Regions from separate parts of the Sus scrofa genome. Here region 2 is linked to region 1. Evidence: chromatin contacts called from public Hi-C data. All regions are on one chromosome and are shown on one strand. Each heading gives the region's core, a stretch centred on a gene start, on an enhancer-like site or on the middle of the called end of the contact. The rest is flanking DNA. Distances are from core to core; before and after follow the strand shown. Region 1 overlaps GLRA3 (glycine receptor subunit alpha-3). Region 2 holds the start of HPGD (hydroxyprostaglandin dehydrogenase 15-(NAD)).

Region 1 (3,618 bases), core at 573-3,072:
TCTCATGGCCTTGATAAGATCTGGTGAAATGCCGTAGTCCCACAACAGGCAACCTCTCTCTAATGCTGAAAATTTTTGAAGTTCTTCAGATTCAGAGGGTTTTTTTGTTTATGTTTTTAGAAATTTTATTGGGGTATATATGGGTGACTTACAATGCTGTGTTAATTTCAGGTGTACAGCTAAGTGAACAGCCATACACATCTATCCATTCTTTTTTCAGATTCTTTCCCCATATAGGTCATCACAGAGTATTGAATATATTTCCCTGAGCTATATAGTAGGTCCATGTTACCGATGGATTTCATATATAGTAGTGTGTACATGCTAATCCCAAAGTCCCAATCCATCCTTCCCCACAATAAGTTTGGTCTCAAAATCTTTGAGTCTGTTGCTGTTCCGTGAATAAGTTCTTTTGTTTCATTTTTCATTAGATTTCACATATTAATGATCTCATATGGTATTTGTCTTTCTCTGACTGACTTCACTTAGTGTCAGAGTTTTTCCCCTCTGGATGTTCACTAACAAGTTTTACAGTGTAGTTACAAAGATGATGAAAGTTGTCACCCAGGTCTTCTTGCCAGTACCCAGCCTTCTCTTGTTCAAACTCCAGACCTTGGCTCTGCTTGTCTCTTCAAGGATGCTGTCAGTGCGATTCTGGGCAAGTGTGTCTTTTGGCCTCTGGTATTAAGTTTATAAAAACTCACCCTCAAATATCTCTTTCAGGGTCTTTTCTGAAAATATAGATCTCTCTTAGACATCTGCAGCCCTCTCTAAAGGAAATCTTAATTAGATAAATAAATACATGTGATCGGATATTTATATGTACAGCTTTTCTTCCCCCCCCCAAAAAAAACCCCACTGGATTTATGTCAAAGGATACAGCTATTTCACATTAAATAACATACCCAAGTAGAGCAAATTTTATTTGAATAGATGTTAGTCATGACCAAGCAACATTGTTTTCTAGTTGTACCTTGAAAAATAGAACATTAATATGATATTATATATTTATTTTTAAAATAATTACTTTACTTCTTTCAGATTGACCCTGACTCTCTCCTGTCCAATGGATCTCAAGAATTTTCCAATGGATGTACAGACCTGTATCATGCAGCTGGAAAGTTGTAAGTAGAAACAACTTATATTTCTGAATACTTTAAAAAAAATAGTAGATAATATATTTAATGAGTTACATAGATAATTTGTTTTGTAATTGTTTTTGCCCAATATTTACTAAATAGGAGTTATCTTCCATCTGGTATGGAAAGGAATGGTGTCTATGAGCACATGTACTCCATACTGTGATAAAGAAATAAATTCAGGAATAGAAATAATAGTTTTTAAGCTTGAAACAAATAGCTATTTTCTCTCTACAAATCATCAGAGGTAAAAAGGATGATAACCATCAAAGACTACTATTTTTTTACTGGATGCCTTGCTGTAGTCCAAACCTTTTAAAGATATTATTTCTCATACTCACAACGAATATGTTGTCCCCACATTTTAACATGTGAAAATGGTAATTTCTAGTGATTGTGCCCCAGTTTAGAGAAGTGATCATAATAATCCATCTGGCTTCAAAGGCTATGCTTACTCTGAACCATTTTGCCAAACCCTCGTGTAATATTTATTCAGTGATGACACTGCTGGCTGTGTTTCATATGTTATCCCAAGGAGGAAAGACTTTTCTCACCCTTTATCAGAGATTTATCCAAGCTTATAGGCGTTTCTTTAAATTTCTTCTTCCAAAGTGGACCTGTGTGCGTCACTGATTAATGCTAACACATGAAAACTTCAGGTCTTCTCTTTCTCTGAACTTATCTCTGTATAATCAGCCCAACTTAATGGGTTTTCATTGTTTAGTGCCATTTTACAAAGAGTAAGCATTATGCAGTATTTTTCTTGTGGTACTGTGCTATATAAGGGAAAAAAAATATCTGTTTGACATATTCTTTGAGAAAAATTTGAAAGTGGATCTTTAGACTAGCTGGCCTGAGGCCAGGTCTGTAGTGCGGTGGATCCGCCACTAGATGGCATGCCTAACTCATGGGGGGTGGGGACAGGGTGGCGGGGCGGGGTGGGGGCAGGATTCATTCCTCCTTGTTTGGTTTCTCTTAAAGTAAGGAAGTGGAAATACCTCTTTCTGACAATAACTCTTTTTTTGTTAAATTTAAATACACTACTTTTCTAAGTAGTTCTTAAATATTAAGCATACCCATGGATAAATTACTAAATTAAATGAAAGAAGATAAAAATGTAGTTTTAGTTGGGGGAACTATTTAGCAATAAAAATGGAGGAAGAAAAATACAATATTCCCAGCAGTGTAGATTTCCAACTGGACCATGAAGGCATTTTGAGGGCAGTTTGATTCTGTATCTTGGAGACAAAATTAAGCACATGGGAGAGTATTGAGAAAAAAATTGTATGAAAACTAGTCTGAGACAGACTGGTTCCCTCATTACTGAACCAAGGATGCTGGATGTTATCCAGTAGTGAGGAGCTGTTCAAGATTTAGGAGCAAGAAAATGATTTGGTCAATATGATGTTCTTAAAGATTCAGCCAGATGAACCAAACCTTACTTAGGAAGATTTCATAACATTCTGAGGAAAAGAATACAAGTGGGGGGGGGGGGTTCCCATCATGGCTCAGTGGTTAATGAACCCGACTAGGATCCATGAGGATGTGGATTCAGTCCCTGGCCTTGCTCAGTGGATTAAGGATCCTGCGTTGTAGTGAGCTGTGGTGTAGGTCACAGACGCAGCTGGTGTTGCTATGGCTGTGGTGTAGGCCAGCAGCTGCAGCTTCAATTCAACCCCTAGCCTGGGAACTTCCATATGCTGCAGGTGTGGCCCTAAAAAGCAAAAACAAAAAAAACCCCAAAAAAACAGAAGAAGAAAGAAAGAATACAAACAGGGACGAAAAGGAACATGTGGAAGGTGAAAACAATACAGGTCGATGCTATAGAGGATGTAACATGTTATCTTTACCTTCTTATGCTGGGCCTGAAAATTAAAGAGATAAAACAGGTTAATAGGAGAAAAGGATACAAATTTATAAGTTTTGCATGAGGTGGGAATCCACCATAAGGAAATGAATAGACAAGGAAATGGCAAAACCCAAATGCTTTTATACCAAGCTCAACAGAGAAGCACTTGTGGAAGAGTAGCCAGACTGTGTGGGGAAGCTAAAGGAAGAGCTGGATTATTTTAACAAAGTCGGTTTGTACAGAATTCTCTCAGTTTTGATCCCCTGTTGGAGAACATTTCTTTTTTCCTGCTATGGGGGGTATGTCTTTCACGTGGGAGTTGTTTTTTGTTTGTTTGTTTTGCTTTTTAGGGCTGTACTTGCAGCATATGGAAGTTCCCTGGCTAGGGGACAAATCGGAACCGCAGCTGCCAGCCTATACCTCTGCCACAGCAATGTGGGATCTGAGCTGCATCTGCGTCTACACCACAGTTCACAACAACACTAGATCCTTAACCCACTGAGCGAGGCCAGGGATTGAACCCACATCCTTATGGTTCTTAGTCGGGTTCATTAACCACTGAGCCACGAAGGGAACTCCCCACATGGGAGTTTTTAATCTCCTGTTTTTCAGGAAGAAAAGGGAAGATTA
Region 2 (3,618 bases), core at 442-2,941, 190 kb after region 1:
GCCTGCTAATCTTTCCAACTGCCATCCAGTCTATTGCTTTCCGTGTCATGTTGGTCTTGAACTCCTGCAATACTTGTTTTCTCACTGTATATTTTTCCTTCAATTTTTTTAATAATAATTTTTATTTTTTCCATTATAGCTGGTTCAATTTCAGTCATTTGGTTTCTGCACCATCCAAATTTACTGACAGGGATTACTGTTCTGAATTAGTCAAAGTATTTCCTGATCCTTCTTTCCCTGTGCTCATCAGGGTCCTTTGTATTACTAACTACTCCTTTATTCTTGAAACTTTTGTCCTCATGTGCACTGCAACACTTTGCTTTCCCAACAGGTCCCTCTGTCCTTCTAGCAGCTACTTCTCTGGCTCTTATGTTAGTTCTTTCCTGATAAAGAAAAACGGTTCTCTTTCTTCTTCTATGTTCCATGCATGCCCCTAGAGGTCAGGTTTTTGTTTGCTTCCTTTTTTTTTTTTTTCTCAATCTTTGCTGTTTCCTTTCAATATGAAGTCTTTTGCTTCAGTGGTTTACTGACATGTATTTCACACATCCTCCTGGAACATGGAAAATGCCTGCACTGCCAAGCCAGTTCCCTCATCTGCTGCCCACTGTGAGCGGCAAAGCAGTACACAAAGGATTCATTCTGCTCTTTAAGCTTTTTGCCTGACCCCCATCTCTGCAAGTGCTTAGACTTTTTTGATCATGAAAATAAATGCCAAGCAGACATTAAATTTACAGACTTAAAATTGAAGCCAGCCGGTGTTAACATGAGAGATAGAGAGACTAGGCCAGCTAAACGCATCTCAGTGCACAGCTCAAGCTCAAGTTCCTGGATGACCGGGAACCTCTGTCCCATACTTAACTCGGAGCCTCCAGAACTAGTATGACTCAACGAACAAGCATTCCATTGAACCAGCAGCTCACCAGGCTGGCAGCAACTCTGGAAGTCCTCTGCTGGCAGTGATGACAGTTCTTGCTGGGTTCTCTCAGGATGACCCATAGTTGACACTGATCTGAAACATCAGTGCCAACAAGACTCCTCAAATTCCGGAGCTTTCTGTTCAGAGCACAGTGTGCTTTTCATCTCCAATATCTACACAGTATTGTCCAAAGCACAGTTAAGAGGGGGAACAAAACAAAACAAAGATGTCAGTTACCTCTGCTCCCTCCAACCCCGCCCCATGGGCCAGGAGATGGGCATTCAGACAAAAAATTGTACCGAGACAAAAGAGCAACATCCCTAAAATTGTGCTTTCCTGTTTGTTTGTTTTTGTTTTTGAGGGATGCTGGGGTTAGGGGGAGGACCTGGGCGCAAGGGAGGAGTCCAAGCTCCCAAACCTCTCCTCTATCCTCCTTTTACAGGTAGGGGGTCTTCAGTGAACTGAAGGGAATGCTCCTTGGGGAATAAATAACCTTTCTGCTTTGTTTCCCCCATCCCCAGCTAGGCAGCCACAGGAGGAGGGGAGGCTCCGACCTGGGCTTGGCTACAAGTCAGGAAGGCAAAGATCGCCGAACCAGGCGTCACGGAGCGCTCAGGACCAGGTGACACAATCGTGAGTGCCCGGCGCTGGCTTGACAGCTTCATCCCCGCCCACTGGCAGGGGAGCGCCTCCGGCCGCACGCGCGCGCGCAGGGTCCTTAAAAGCCGCTGCAGCGCGGAGACGCCGAGTTTGCCCACCGCGCGCACGCAGCAACATGCACGTGAACGGCAAAGTGGCGCTGGTGACCGGCGCGGCGCAGGGCATCGGCCGAGCCTCTGCGGAGGCGCTGCTGCTCAAGGGCGCCAAGGTAAGCAGCGCGCGGCGCGAGAACCTCTCCTGCCCACCCGAGACCCGCCCGCCAGACGGGCCGCCAGGAGCGGGGACCGAGGCTGCGCCCCCAGCGCCTGCCGTGCCGCCTGCACAGCTGCCCCGGCTGGCGCGCTCGAGCGGACCTCGAACGCGCTAAGAGAGAACCCGAACTTGAACTGCCCGATCGATCTCAGGTCCAAAAGAGGAACCTCCTGTGGTCGATTTCCTGTCGATCTGTCCGTCTTTTTCACGAGCCGCGCGGGACTCCGATTCCTCTCCCCTTGTCTGTAGGTAGCGCTTGTCGACTGGAATTTTGAAGCAGGTGTAAAGTGTAAAGCTGCCCTGGATGAGCAGTTTGAACCTCAGAAGACTCTTTTCATCCAGTGCGATGTGGCGGACCAGGCACAACTTAGAGGTAAGAGGAGGGAATCAATCCATCTGCGCCAAGCGCGCCTTGAGCAAGCAGCAACCTGAAGGCATCCCTGGCCAGAGAACCACCCTGGGGCGGGTGGCAGGCTTCCTCCTGGAGGGCAGCTACCTCTGAGCTGCAGGAGATAGCAAGGACTGTTAGGTTTCCTCTGACAGCCCAACAGCCATAAAAAACTAAGGGGGGGAGGGAAACCAAGAATGCTTGAGAAATCCTTTTATTTTAGTCATTTGGCAGCACATAATGTAATCAAAATTCCTTGGTGTATTCCAAGACAGTGCTGCTACATTAATTATTAAATGATTGAACTTGCAGATGGAACTAGGAGAGATAAAGTCGGCTGGGTGAGTATGGCAAACAGCTTCTCCCAGAAAGCTGGAAGACACAGAGCCCAATGACAATCAAATGTGGCAGTGTTTCTCTTTGGAACATACTAGAATGCGAGGTCAAGGGTTGTCATCACAGACGTGCTGAGTGCTTTTAACCAGATGTTCTCTGGTTTTTCCTCTATGAAATGATACTTTAAAAATAATAATAGTTGTGCTGCAGTGTTAGAAATGCAAAAGAAGAGTTTCTCCTAGACTTTCCTCAATGCTTTCTGGTTTCCATCTACTGTCTTAAAAGAGACCCACCTAGTTGTGAAATATCAGGGACAGTATCAATCGGCATAGTCGATAAACAAATTTGGTCATACAGAAGCAGATTTGTGTGAAGAATAATACTTTTCTGTGGAAAAATAGGCAAGTAAAATCTTGGTATTTCACAAAGGTTCTTGGAAAAACTAAGTAAAAGGTTAGGCACATCTTTAACGACAGGACCAAAACACTTTCATAGAAGTCACTCCAGTACTTCTGTTCTTAACACACAGATGTTTGCATTTCTTTGAAAATGTTGGGCTGTTCTGTAAGAGTGAAAATAGATCGATATGTCAGAAGGGAACAAGTTACCGTTAAGGGAAATTGTTTTAAAGGAACTTATGCAATTAAAATCTGAAAATTTTATAAAGACCTATAACGTGGATTACAAGCCTAAGTAGAAGAGATCCATAAACACAGTGCGTTTAGGGGAATGCGTTTTGCCAGAGGATAAAGTTTTGCTGATCATGCATATTTTGGATTAGGGATAAAGTCATGTCAAGTCCCATCAGCCAGTGCTGATGGAATAGGAAACAGTATAGAGTATCCGAAAGCTATTTCTGTCTGAATTTATGTAGTTTCGCATGTGACATTTAACCTTAATTGTTTTGCCTCCCAGTATTTAAAATTAGTACCTTGGCTGTAAACACATTCCTTAAGGATAAGTGATTGTGGAGGAGGAAACCAGACACATAATGAGTGACTGGGAGAAGGCTTGTTGGTCATGAGAAATCCACATATTGTCTGGACATCAATGTTTATTTGCATTT

The links. A called contact is a pair of places that touch in the nucleus more often than the background predicts.
Region 2: a Hi-C map of liver shows a contact between it and region 1, with 16 times the contacts expected there. The contact joins the promoter of HPGD here to the enhancer-like site in region 1. A contact is called at or near these places in 2 of 5 promoter capture datasets (fetal liver and liver), 9 of 47 Hi-C or Micro-C datasets (heart right ventricle, liver, mesenteric adipose tissue and 4 more) and 1 of 2 datasets of contacts at active chromatin or transcription factors (skeletal muscle).

The regions. Positions count from the first base shown.
Region 1 is chr14:15,527,704-15,531,321 of Sscrofa11.1, forward strand. GLRA3 (glycine receptor subunit alpha-3) reads left to right here. Exons shown (of 12, transcript XM_021074190.1): 7 at 1,042-1,124. Among named protein-coding and RNA genes, the nearest start is that of HPGD, 190 kb to the right of the region's middle. Within about 2 kb of position 1,823, at least 2 of the 83 cell types and tissues checked have an H3K27ac peak or open chromatin away from gene starts, as enhancers often do. A contact at or near this core is called in liver, where this site is marked.
Region 2 is chr14:15,717,038-15,720,655 of Sscrofa11.1, forward strand. It overlaps HPGD (hydroxyprostaglandin dehydrogenase 15-(NAD)), which reads left to right and starts at 1,692. Exons shown (of 7, transcript NM_001190248.1): 1 at 1,692-1,784; 2 at 2,078-2,201. The coding sequence starts at 1,692.